Linked DNA regions of Anas platyrhynchos: region 1 is linked to region 2. The links are chromatin contacts, called in public Hi-C maps. All regions are on one chromosome and are shown on one strand. Each heading gives the region's core, a stretch centred on a gene start, on an enhancer-like site or on the middle of the called end of the contact. The rest is flanking DNA. Distances are from core to core; before and after follow the strand shown.

Region 1 (6,592 bases), core at 3,377-5,876, 120 kb after region 2:
ATGAGTTGGGGGCACTAGCACTTCAAATCTAGGATTACTGTTTGTTAAATTAGCGAGCTCAGAAGCATCCAGGTCACTGCTTCTGAATTTATACACAGCTTTATTTGAAATCTGCATGTCAGATACGACTTGCACTAAGGGCTTCATTGTGATGTTCAGTACTTGTCCTGTCAGATTACTTTCTGCAGTGAATATCATAAACTCTAGTACTTCTTTGAACACAGTGAGATTTGTCAGGTGGTAAGACAGTCTTCCTGAGTACAAATCTGCTTGCTCAAATTTACTAACCTTCTCGTTTCCAATCATCAGGTGCCCATTCTTTAGAGGCTGAGTTATTTCATATATGATATTAGTGCTTCTTCCATTTGAGACAGCTGAAAGCTGCACATTAGTAATAGTGACAGATGTCTGGCCCTGTGGAAGTGCAACATTGGTAAGGTTGACCAGGACAAGAGCAATTGGTATTACTTCAAGACTGAAAAGTTTGTATAAAGGACGATGTTTACCATCAGTCACGCTGAAATAAAACACGCCAGAGGAAGAACTTCCATCCTGTACAAACCAAACCCTACCATTGTCGATATCAGCTTGTGTGAAATCCTGTATAGAGACACTGAGATTGCTCTTCATTGCTAAATAACCATTATTGGGGTTGCTAACTATGGTGTATTTAAGCTCAGCTGGGTTGTTATCTAGGTCTTCAACTTTCAGATTCTCTGACCCCAGCACTGACACATCTCCCTGCAGGACTCTCAAGTGCAGCCTTTTAGTCTTCAGTTCTGGAGCTTGGTCATTCACTGGAACAACAGTAATATTAAATATCTCCTCCAAAACTTCACTATGGGGCTTTGTTGCAGACTTGGTCTTTAGGTTTAACCAAACAGCAAAAGTGAAATTGTCACTAAGCGATTCAGAATTATCGTGCATGTACACAATTCCAAATTTGTCCAGGATGTATTGGGAGAAATTAGGTTTTTCTTTTGTAACATTCCTTTCTCCAACAATAATCACACCATGTAGGGGTAAAGATACAACTTGATACCAGACTTCATACATGGAGCGCTGTACCTCAGGTAGCTTTATCAACAGATTTGAGGCATCTAAATTTGTTTTGTTGATTAACACTCTACCTCCTTCCTGGACTATGGTACCTAGTAGAAACAAAAAGAGAGTCTTAGAAACTGACTGTTTCATAGCTGCAACGTTTCAGAAATTAGGTAATGTGTTTTAAAAATTTATGATGCTCAAAAAAGAGACTACGGAATCATATATTTCTCTTTCATGGTATCCTCGATTCCCAAATGTCATGGCTAGAAATATATTATCACTGTTCTTAAAATAGACTTGCATATAAGATATTACATATTCTATTGATCATAGAGCATGATTAAAGAAATATCAGTATCTCAAAGCTCCAGATGACTCTTTCATTATCTCTATTGTTACAGCAAAATGGAGGATACCGACTACAGCAGTAGGAAGAATCTAACATAGGTGGTTAATTGCATTTTTAAAGACGCAGTGATGCAACTACTATCTACACTATACTCTGTGATGAAAGTATTCCAGTCATTTGCTACCAAAGAAAAATTATCTTTCGTTTTTTCTCATTTGTTCATTGGAATGCTGACAGATCTTAAACAATCAGAAGGTCCAACCAGCACAGCATCTTTACCTGTATTTGCTAGAAGACGACTGTTCCGACCATGCCTGGTAATTTCATACGAAATGACAATATGGAACACCTGGAGGTCCAGAGCTGACGGTGGAGAGGAGACAGTAAACGTAAAGAAATCTTCTGCACTCCAGGCAGCTGACTCTGCATCTAAGTGCTCATACATGATCACACCTTCATTCACCTGTTTTGGGGTAAAGATAGCAATAGGTATATGAGGAGATTAATTTTAAATACAGGAGCATAAGGAGAGAAAAAAATCATAAGACATAAATCACAAGAAAAAAATCATTGTTCAAGAAAGGGTTTTGTAGCTTAGCTCACACACAATGGCTGTGTATGTAGCTTATATTATGAAGTTATTTTATCCTGCATTTCTCCCTTTGAACATACTCAGTGTTGCCAGACAAGCCTAGTTGAAAAACAGATTTATGCTAGATATAACCACGCATCTGTTCAGACCCAAAACCAAAAGCTAGTATTATCATACAGGATAATCACCAGCTGAAACTACACCAGAAGTTTAAGATCAATACCTTCATACACTGACACTTCAGTAGGATTCCTAAGAGTCACAAGACTAGAATACTTGCTATTTCTCATTCACTATTTCAGCTTTGCTTGATAATTCATTCTCTGACCTCAAGAAAAGACAGCTACCCATTAAACCCTTTGCAACTTCCCAAGCAGCTACTGTAGGCTTGCCTGTATTAGTTTGTAATTGCCACAGAGATCCCTGTCTACGATGGTGGCAGTTTTAAGTCTACAACTTGTAACATGGGTTACACAGCTTTGCAAACAAACTGAAGGAACTTACTAGCACATATTCCCATGACATATGCTTGAAAGGTGTGAAAAATAAATCCAAAAATCCCTGCTGCTATCAAGGATGAGGCACTTAAGCACTACAGAATCTGTAGCTACAGACAGAGCTAATCCTGAAACCACTGAAACAGCCCCCTCCAAGCTCACCAGGGAAACAGGCTTCCAGAGGCAAGTTTTCTCACCAGCTTCAAAACTGTCTGACCATACTGCCCATAGAATTCAGACTGATGTGATAAAATCCTACATGCATGTCACCAGGTTTTCCCTATACTGATTTAATCCTTAATGGTTATTATGGGACAAAACACACAGAAGTGGTATTAAAATGTTGTGCTGCTTCAAGATAACCTTCCAAAGCATGCCTCTAGGACTTCAATTTGGAGAAAGCAAACTAATGTAACAAGAATAGGAATGACATCCTATAAATTCAGCTGTGTTTAGTTATCAACTGTTAATCTTTCTAGTTTTTATACCTTTTTTTTTTTAGTAAGTCGCAAGTCCATGCTAATATCTGCACTGACAAGAAAATGGAATTGGTTAGCATTGCCTTGTTTACCTCTGAAATGACTTTAAATATAATGATGACATTGTGGCTTGCTGCAAGATGAAAACTCTTCTAAGTTATCATAGAACATATTGTCAGAGAGAAAAAACAACTCATTGAATTTAAAGAACAATTAATTTCCTTATATTGGCTACAAAACAACTGTTCTTGAAAAACTTCACTGGAATGCAATACTGATTTCAGCTTCTTCTTCTATTTTTTTTTTTTTTGGCCACAAGGCAATAAGACACTGGACATAAGGAAGATGCACCTCAGAAAAAGTAATAAATTCTTTTTTAATCTAGCTGCATACTACTTCTCAGAAGTAAAATTCCAAGTTCTACAATACAGAATGGAGCCAATGAAGACAAACAACAAAACTAACCCAAAAACTTTCAAATTAAATCAGATTTACAAGCCTTTTGTTACCAAACAGAAACTGAAATTCTTATTCTCTGTGTAATGGAGAATATACAATGCTTGCAATATCATTGTCATTTTTTCACTGATATTTAACTTCATGTGGCTACAGCACACTAGACAGTGGAAGTTTATTTTGGATCTTTTTTCTTCCCCTTACTCCTCATTCTCTGCCAGAACAAATAGTGAGCTGGTTAGGATACCTTAATTTTACCTGCAATAAATCACTTAGTTCTACTTGTTTGAAGTGAAAGTGGCCAATACAAATACCTCCAACAGAGAAAAGACACACACACATTATTACATCTCAGATCCTTACACAATTTACGAAGTTCAAAGCAAAGTTATCTACACATTAGTAAGAATTAAAGCTATAGAGAAAAAGTGGCATGTTCTGACATGGCACTATCAAATAAACATATGTAGATCATTATCTGTAGGCAAAGAAATCTAAACTTCAAAACTCTACCTGAAAGATCTTGTCTGACATGCTTAACTGTTTCATTTAATGCTCATAAAAACCGTTCATTTTAGGAACAGAAGGAAACCGTGTCATTAGTCAGGTTGTTTCAAAGTTTGGTAGTAACTAACAAGAATGCCAACTTTTTTCTCAGTCTTGTTGGTCAAGTTTCTGTTTCTAAACAACAGATTTTCTCATTATTTCATTTACCAGTCACTTTTTAAATCTGTAAATGTAGATTAAATCCAAATTGTTTCTTATTTTTTCCTTCTGTAAAGTCAGATGATCGAGCTCCTTTTATCTCCCTTGCTAGGATTTTCTGAGAACAACTTACAGCGCGCAGAGCACACAGCTCCATTAAGACTCAGCCCACAGACGTAAGTCATCTCAGTTGCAGAAGAATGTTTTCCATCAAGTTACATGAGCTGCCATGTTTTAGCCATTCAAGTGCGGGACCCTGTATCACAGTTAAGATTCTTTAAACACTTAGTATCACAGCCAATCAAGCCAATAAAAGTCCTCTTGGGGACACCCATGAGGACTGTGCACAGCTGAAATGAATCTGTTACTTGGAGTTTTCATACGGCACAAGGCTACTCCTTCTGCCAAAAAGTCAAGGCTTCCAACCTCTGACTGCCGGTTAATGGCACCAAAACAGCTCTTCCCAAAAAATACTGTTACAAGCAAAACAGTGGAAATTGCCAAGACTCTGCTAGTATCCAGAGAGAGGGGAACAAAGGCTCTTCTTGCATTCATTACTACATGCCAGATATTTAATGACACAGCAAATCTGGGCAATCGCACTGATGGGTCACATATGCTCAGTTACTAAACAGATATAAATGGACCAGGCAAGGAAAAAGCAATTGGGATGCCCTTTGAAGTAACAATCTACCACTGAACTATCCAGTATAAAGTAAATGCTTACCATAGACTGTGTAAAACTGAGGATTTCCTGAGTGGTATTATCAGAATTTACTCTGATCAGCCTTCCAAGTTTGGGGGAAGTTACAACCATAAAAGTTATAGTTCTGTTTCCTGCATTGGTCACATCACTGGTTACAGCTTTCAGATCATGTTGTGAAATAGGTTTCCTGGAACCTAAAAACCATCAATTAAAAGTAGATTTGCAACAGCAATTTTTCACAAAATGGTAAAATTTTATATGTACAAATCACCCTTTCATCTAGTTATTCCATTTAGCATTTTAATAATGTTTTGTAAAATCATCAGGTTTACCCTTTTCCAATTACTTCCAAATCACACAACTCTTCCACAATGAGTTCAATCAAAAAGCACATCAGTATAAAGTATCTTTGTTTTACAGAAATGGAAAGGTACAGTTATCTTCAGCACATGTAATTGCTAAATTCTAGTTTCTGCAAAGGCAACCTGAAGTAAAAAGTAGTGCATATATAAGAAGCCCTGCCCCTTTTTTTTTACATGTCTAGAACTGAATTTAACTCCAGCTGAAGTGACCGCTGGCAATGTATTTAGCAATCCCAGTTGCCCACAGAAGGCTGGTTGATTTGGCTGAGAAAAGCCTTAACAAAGCACATTTTTTAGTGAATGCACCCAAACCAAAATAAATAATTATCAAAAACTTGAACAACACTTTATTAATATGAAGGACAATTTTCACTGAATGAAGTTTAAAAAGTAAACACTGAATTAAACAAATAAGAAGGACACTGCACAACAGAAATAATGGCCTGAAATAAAGTATTATTAAGATGGATGGAGGACTGAGGGATTCTTTTAATACACAGCACTGCATTAACCAGTGCCTTCTGACTTGAAGATTATAAAGACCTTTCTGGAATTTAGCCAAACCACGACAATTTTTGACATAGCTGTGACAAAAACAAATCTAATAGTTTCCTAGAATAAAAAAAAAAAAAAAAAAAAAAAGACTGGTTTAGTGATTTTTTGATGTACTGTTTCCTGATGATATACACTCAGAAAACTACAAAGGATGTTAACTAACACTTTTAGAAGAGCAATAGATTCACACAGTCCTGTTCCCTCTGAGCCCACTTCTGCCTCCCTTTATACATTTTTTTTCCTCATCAACAAGCTTTTATAGGCATCAGTGAAGAATTTCAGACACTAGCAATACATATCCTTCAGGTTTGCATTATCAGTCTATCTCCACTTAAGCTCAGTGTTTATAGATGAGTAAACCAAAATAAGATATTTCTCCTGTAAAATTTGGAGGTGAGGAAGAAAAATCCTTGAAAAATCCTCTCACGCTATCCAATACAAGGAGTCTCCCTTCTTTTCTCTCTACTGTTCTCCCTCTTCTGTGTGACAGGCAGAAAGGGAAGCATGACCACGTGTTCAGACTACACCAGATGTGATCAGGAATGTAGAACAGAGAGCAAAAGTTCATCAGACCACGCGTATCTGGAAACAGAGTTATTTCTCAATAACTTCATTTATGCAAATCAGGCCCCAGTGCCATAACAAATTGAGACAGAATAAATCACAAACACGGTTACACTGTACTGATGGATATACCCGCTTCGAGTTTTCACAAAGCCCCTGGTCCTTCCCAACGGCCCTGACCTCTCTCAGGAGCTGTGGCTTGACCATGAGGGACTTCACAGTGCAGCAGAGGCTGAGATACCAAGCAGGGCCATGGGCACTGGAGTCTCCCACACTCTCC
Region 2 (6,434 bases), core at 2,068-4,567:
ATTCTCAGGAGTCTTGAGATAGCAAACTCCAAATTTAAACAATGAGGCATCCTGTGCTTAGGCATCTGCACACTTTTTGCTTTAGTTTGGCTTTCTTTTCCACCCCTAAATTATAGATCTCCAGGAACATATTAAACATTAATCTTTTTCACTGAGTTACAGGTTCTGAGCTTGACAGACTCAGAAGAACATTCACTTTGACTCTGAAAATTTGATTCCCAATGAAGATGGTAGAGATTTGCTACCAAAGGCACTCAGATATATGTTTCATGCAGATAAAATGACAGAAATCAGAATGTGTTATTCTGATTTTGAAACCCTTGCCTCTGGTAGTCTGAACAAAAAAAGCAAGGCTTAATCAATCCAGCCTTTCCACTTAGCACTATAGATGGTTACAGAGGGCCTGAGAAGTTGGTGTTTTCAAAATCTTCAATTTATTTATTAGGGTGGTTTCTAATTTTGCAGGTCAGTTTTCTTGGTTACAAAAAAAAATAAAAAATGTTCATTTTAAAACCCACAACAGAGTCTCTGCACACAATGGACATCAGAACTGGCTCACTGATCGGAGACAAATGGAAAATGCAATTTCGAGCTAGTTATTGTTCCAAGTTCTCTTTGCAGTTTTGTCCACTAGGGAAATAATATAACATACTTCCTCCCTTACTTCCTCCCTTCATATGTTTGCCTGATACAGTGCCTGAAAAGCCATGACTTAATTTCATGTTATTTAATTTTTGTTAAGGTCTCAAAGATGGAACATTTTAGAGAATAACCACTTAACTAGTTTACACTCATGTAAATAAACAAACAAATAAATAAATAATGTTTTTATTACTTTTACAGATTTTATGCTTTAAAATCCTAATTGTAGCAGTTTTTGCACCTTTTGAAGTCGACACCTTTGCTTGTGTCTTTTTTATATACAAATAATGAGCCAGAAATTATTAAGAAAACACTAAGGGGGGGTAAAGGCAGAAAATAGGACAGCTGTCCTCTGCAGCACTGGACCCTGTGAAGTAAAGCAGGCCCTCAGCTCAGCTCTGTCCCTCCTTCCTTCCCTTCCCGGGACAGGGGCAGCCTGCCAGGCACTGAAAGCACAGCTTCTCACCACTTGGGGCAGCAAAATCCAGTTCTTGAGCTGCTCTCGTAGCTGAGAATGGCATCTCTTGGTCGCTCCTGGGTGTTCAATGAAGAAAAAATGTAAATCATCTGTCTACTCATCTACAACTCAAGCAGGTCAGCATTATTTACAGTACTGATCACCTCATGAGAAAGCAAAAACAAAAACTGTTTCAGAGAAAAGAGCAGTTATGTTTAAAGGAATTGAAAATTGAGATGAATAGGGACCGAAAAGTTTGGGAAACGAGCAGGATAAGATGCAATAAAACACATATAAAATAATAAATAGTACAGAAAAGGCAGAATGGGAAGTAATTTTCCTGTAGTTTAACCCGTGAGGATTCATATGAATGCAAAGCCTGCTCAGATCAAACTATGATCAGTGTTAGGAGTAACTTTGAAGGAACAAAAAAACCCTTGATCACTTATTTTTGTTTCTTGCAGTCGTGAGAATTAGGGATAAAATCTAAGACAGAGGTTAAACTGATCCGTAAGTACCTCTCATTGGGGTTTTAGTCCTCACTCTAAGCTGGCCACATGGTCTGAGGGCAGCATGCTGGAGCCTGGACCACGTACCACAAAGTTCCTGTGTTCAGCAGAATAAAATCCCGTCTGCATGAATGGCAGACACTGATTGCAGTGGCCAAAAGATAACGAACACTAGCCCTAGTGGAAAAAGAGCTGTGGTGGCTCCAAGGGTGCTGACAAATGCTGACGAGGGCCTGAGGAACGCCTCTGGTCCTGCTGGGTGGGTGAGTGATGACGAGGCCAGGTCAGCGTGCTGACCTGGAAAATCCTGAAGCCTTGACAGGGAGCTGCCTGAAGCCAAAGTCTTCAGCTGCACAGCCCTGAGCAGCTGCCAGATGTCCCTTGGAAGGAGACTGATGCTTCTGCCTGTATCACCGATGCAGATACTCAGTACTGCTCTGAGTAAATGGCTGCTCCACATTCTGTGCTCAGCTTCGGAGATGGAGGCACAAGCAATATAATGTGAACATGAGCCCATGGGCTGGCCACACAGGAGCTGCTTGTGCGGTGAACTCTGAGGCTCTTGCACTGTTGGAATTGGCTGATAAAAACAGACCTCCAGAGCTAGGCAGATGCAGAGTGCTGGGGGTGACGTGTTAGTCTGGGGTGAACTGATGCATTCAAAAAATGTTAAGCAATGGTACACGAAAGTGCTGGGATAATATGCCAAATGGGAAAATGGAGGTCAAAATTAAAAAGTGGGCAAAAGCAAAACTCAGGTATCAAACAACGTTAATAACAGTTATCATAGAATCGCAGGATCATTTGGGTTGCAAAAGACCTCTAAGATCATCTCGTCCAACCTTTAACCTAGCACTGACAAGTCCAGCACTAAACCATGCTGCTCAATTCTACATCTACACCTAGTGAAAGCAAGGAGAGGGTCCTGTAGCATTCCAGCGAACTGCTCCCAAATGCACACAAATTGTTTGACACAAGGACCTTTGAGAAGTGACAGACTTTGAGCGAAGTCAGAGAAATAAGCTAGAGCTTAGCACCCAGCAGGGTGTTGGAGGGAAAACACAAGGAACTGGAAACCAAACGGGCACACACTGCTTTCCCAGCAGGGTTGAGATGGTCGGTGAGGCACGGCGAAGGGAGGAAGATGGCAGGCAGGAAGGAGCATGCAGGCAGCGTGTGCTGCCCTGCCTTTCCTTCACCAGGTAGAAGCCGTGAGGGAAATCTGTGTCCTGGGATCCAGGAGAGGTGAAGGGCCATGGGTGGTGTGTGTGTGGGTGGACAACACCGGACCGGGTGCCACGGGAGTTATGAGGGGAAATGGCCAGGGTGGGAGAAGCAGCGTAGGGATGGGATTGAGGCAGAAGGCAAACATGGGCAGGATGGTCTGTTTTTTGAAGAGGGATGTCACACACGTTATTCACGACTAAAACTCTGGCTGTAAGTGAGGGCAGCCAGCGGATGGAGCAGTGTGGCGGGGTGCACAGCCCCTCACCCACACCTCGCCCAGCACCTCAGCGCCACACCGCGCAGAACCAGGGGTTCAAACACCTCCCCGTGGCCCCCTAAAGGAGCCTCCAGGCGGCCAGGCGGCCCCGCCAAGCCTGCGGCAGCACCCGCAGCCCTCCACCTCCACCGGGGGCAGCCCCAAGCCCCGCGGCCGGCCCGCGGCGGAGGCCGCCAGGGGGCGGGCGGCGAGGGTGGGTGCGGGCCGGGCCCATCGATGGGGGCGGCCGCTCTGCGCTCGGCTCCTCCGCCCTGCCTCTCGGCTCTGGATTAGCGAAACTGGCGACGTGGGACCGGGCCGGCCCCGCCGCGCCCCGCGGGGTGAAGCCGGGACTCGCCGCCCGCCGGCAGCGCCGGGGCTCCGCGGCTCGGCTCCTGCAGCCCCGCTCCGCTCCGCGCCGCCCCGCTCCGCACCGCTCCGCTCCGCACCGCAGCCATGGCGCTGCGGGCCCGGGCGCTGTACGACTTCAGGTCGGAGAACCCCGGCGAGATCTCGCTGCGGGAGCACGAGGTGCTGAGCCTGTGCAGCGAGCAGGACATCGAGGGCTGGCTGGAGGGCGTCAACAGCCGCGGCGACCGCGGCCTCTTCCCGGCCTCCTACGTGCAGGTGATCCGCGCCCCCGCCGCCGAGCCGCCGCCGCCCGCCCGCTACGCCAATGTCCCCGCCGCCGGCTTCGAGCCGCTGCCGCCGCCCGCCGCCTTCAAGCCGGCACAGCAGCAGCAGCAGCAGCTCCACCAGCAGCAGCAGCAGCAGCAGCAGCCCCCGGCGGCGCAGCAGCCCCCCGAGCCCTTCCCGGTGCCGCCCGCCGCCGGGTACCCCTTCCCTATGGCACCCTACGGCGGCCCCTACCAGCCCAGCCAGGGCAGCGACGACGACTGGGACGATGACTGGGACGACAGCTCCACGGTGGCGGACGAGCCCGGGGCGCTGGGAAGCTCCTACCCCGACTACGAGGCTGCGGGGGGCGGCGGGGCGGCGGGGCGCTACCGCCTGTCCACGCGGTCCGAGCTGTCCCTGGGGTCCCGCGGTGGCGGTGGGGGTGGCGGTGGTGGCGGTGGACACGCAGCCGGACACCCGCACCCGGCTGGTGGAGGAGCCAAGAGCTCGGCCACGGTGAGCCGCAACCTCAACCGGTTCTCCACCTTCGTCAAGTCCGGCGGGGAGGCCTTCGTGCTGGGCGAGGCGTCGGGTTTTGTGAAGGATGGGGATAAGCTGTGCGTGGTGCTGGGGCCGCGCGGCCCCGAGTGGCAGGAGAACCCGTACCCCTTCCAGTGCTCCATCGAGGACCCCACCAAGCAGACCAAGTTCAAGGGGATGAAGAGCTACATCGCCTACAAGCTGGTGCCCAGCCACACCGGGCAGCAGGTGCACCGCCGCTACAAGCACTTCGACTGGCTCTACGGGCGCCTGGCCGAGAAGTTCCCTGTCATCTCCGTGCCCCACTTGCCCGAGAAGCAGGCCACCGGCCGCTTCGAGGAGGACTTCATCTCCAAGCGTCGCAAAGGCTTGGCCTGGTGGATGGACCACATGTGCAGCCACCCCGTGCTGGCGCAGTGCGATGCCTTCCAGCACTTCCTCACCTGTCCCAGCACGGATGAGAAGGCCTGGAAGCAGGGCAAGCGCAAGGCTGAGAAAGACGAGATGGTGGGTGCCAACTTCTTCCTGACCATCAGTGTCCCCGCTGGCCCTGGGGCTGGCCTGGACTTGCAGGAGGTGGAGAGCCAGGTGGACGGCTTCAAAGCCTTCACGAAGAAGATGGACGAGAGCGCCCTGCAGCTCAATCACACCGTCAACGAGTTCGCCCGCAAACAAGTCACTGGCTTCAAGAAGGAATACCAGAAGGTGGGGCACTCCTTCAAGTGCCTCAGCCAGGCGTTTGAGCTGGACCAGCAGGCCTTTTCGGCCGGCCTCAACCAAGCCATAGCCTTCACTGCGGAAGCCTACGATGCCATCGGGGACCTCTTTGCAGATCAGCCCCGACAGGACCTAGATCCTGTGATGGATTTGTTAGCGCTGTATCAGGGGCATTTGGCCAACTTTCCGGACATCATCCACGTCCAGAAAGGTAACACCCTTACTTATTTTCTGAAATTATAGTTTAATGTATCGGTGCCATGCAGACAGAGGTAGGAACCAGGAGCTAAACTTTCTCCACGTATGGCTTGTTGGCCTTGGGTTAAACTTTTCAGTGTTTACTCAGGTAGTCTGTTGCTAAAAATACACAAAACACATCAGTGACAGCTTTCATTCTGTGCCAAAGGTCTAGACTTTGTTGGGATTTCTGTTCGTCAGAGGTTACTGAGCGTGACTGTGTGCCTCTGAAAGAAACCACATCTACCTGTGAGGCTGATACATTAAAGATTAATGAGCTTGTTTACAGCCGTCGGAGATCAACTGGTATGAAAACATCTATTACTCTTTTACGTATGTCAGGTATCTTAAATCTCTGATCTAGCAGGTAATAGATAAGTAATCTGAAGATGCAGATACTCCAGCTGACCTTATTGTTGGAAGTGTTACATGCATTTTGCATTTATGATGGACATTCAGATGAGAAGTTTAAAGCTGTTGGTGTTTGTCAGTTTGGCTGTACATTAAACTCCCTTTGCACCTTTGTGAGGACAGTGGTCTGCCGCAGTGTTCCTAGTTGAGGTTTTTCATCCTTTGCCCATATTATCCTGAAGAGATTTTGCTCATGTGGTACCCTTTTGGCATCTTTCTGCCTGAAACATACTTCTGAGGTTTGCATTGCTGTTTGTTTGGCACTTTGTGATCCATTAGGGGAAAGAAACTCAGAAAATGAAAGAATCATCTGCTGTATAACTAGGGACACTCATTCAGATAAATACAGGTTTGTAGCATTGAATAAGTGTAGATGATTTCCCTGCTGTGAGGTTAATGCTATTCATGCGTTCATCACTGTTGTGAGAAGAATAGCCCATCATTCATCCTTTTTCCTGTTATATCGCTGACCTATGGCTTTCAACTCAAAGATTAGAAGTAAAGAGACCTAGGAAAACTCCACCTACGCTGTACAGAAATTCGTGTATGTAACAGTTGTACAAGAAAATGCGAGAGCTTCTTCACTGGAAATTATTTTCGAGATTTATAAGTGGTGGTCTGTATCCAGAGAGGCAGAGCCTTAACTGTGATCTACAGTGATTCAGTCTTTCATGCCTTTATCTGCCTTTTTCAAGGCCTTGAACTCTTGAGATTTTTGATGAAATGGTTGGAAGAGTTTTTACAACAGATCAAAAAAGGCAGGCTTTCTGTAGGTGCACACTATTGCTAGGAAAATCTGAGGAGGCAGAGTTGATAAAGT

Evidence for each region. Hi-C and Micro-C count contacts between places; a contact is called where the count stands out from the background.
Region 1: a contact with region 2 is called in a Hi-C map of F1 follicle, with 5 times the contacts expected there. The contact joins the enhancer-like site here to the promoter of SNX18 in region 2. A contact is called at or near these places in 5 of 8 Hi-C or Micro-C datasets (F1 follicle, liver, skeletal muscle and 1 more).

The regions. Positions count from the first base shown.
Region 1 is chrZ:18,564,450-18,571,041 of IASCAAS_PekinDuck_T2T, forward strand. It overlaps LOC101801163 (chondroitin sulfate proteoglycan 4), which reads right to left. Exons shown (of 10, transcript XM_027446274.3): 8 at 4,853-5,025; 9 at 1,676-1,859; 10 at 1-1,151. Among named protein-coding and RNA genes, the nearest start is that of ESM1, 71 kb to the right of the region's middle. Within about 2 kb of position 4,627, at least 2 of the 8 cell types and tissues checked have an H3K27ac peak or open chromatin away from gene starts, as enhancers often do. A contact at or near this core is called in F1 follicle and subcutaneous adipose tissue, where this site is marked.
Region 2 is chrZ:18,448,987-18,455,420 of IASCAAS_PekinDuck_T2T, forward strand. It overlaps SNX18 (sorting nexin 18), which reads left to right and starts at 3,318. Exons shown (of 2, transcript XM_038170211.2): 1 at 3,318-5,177. The coding sequence starts at 3,548.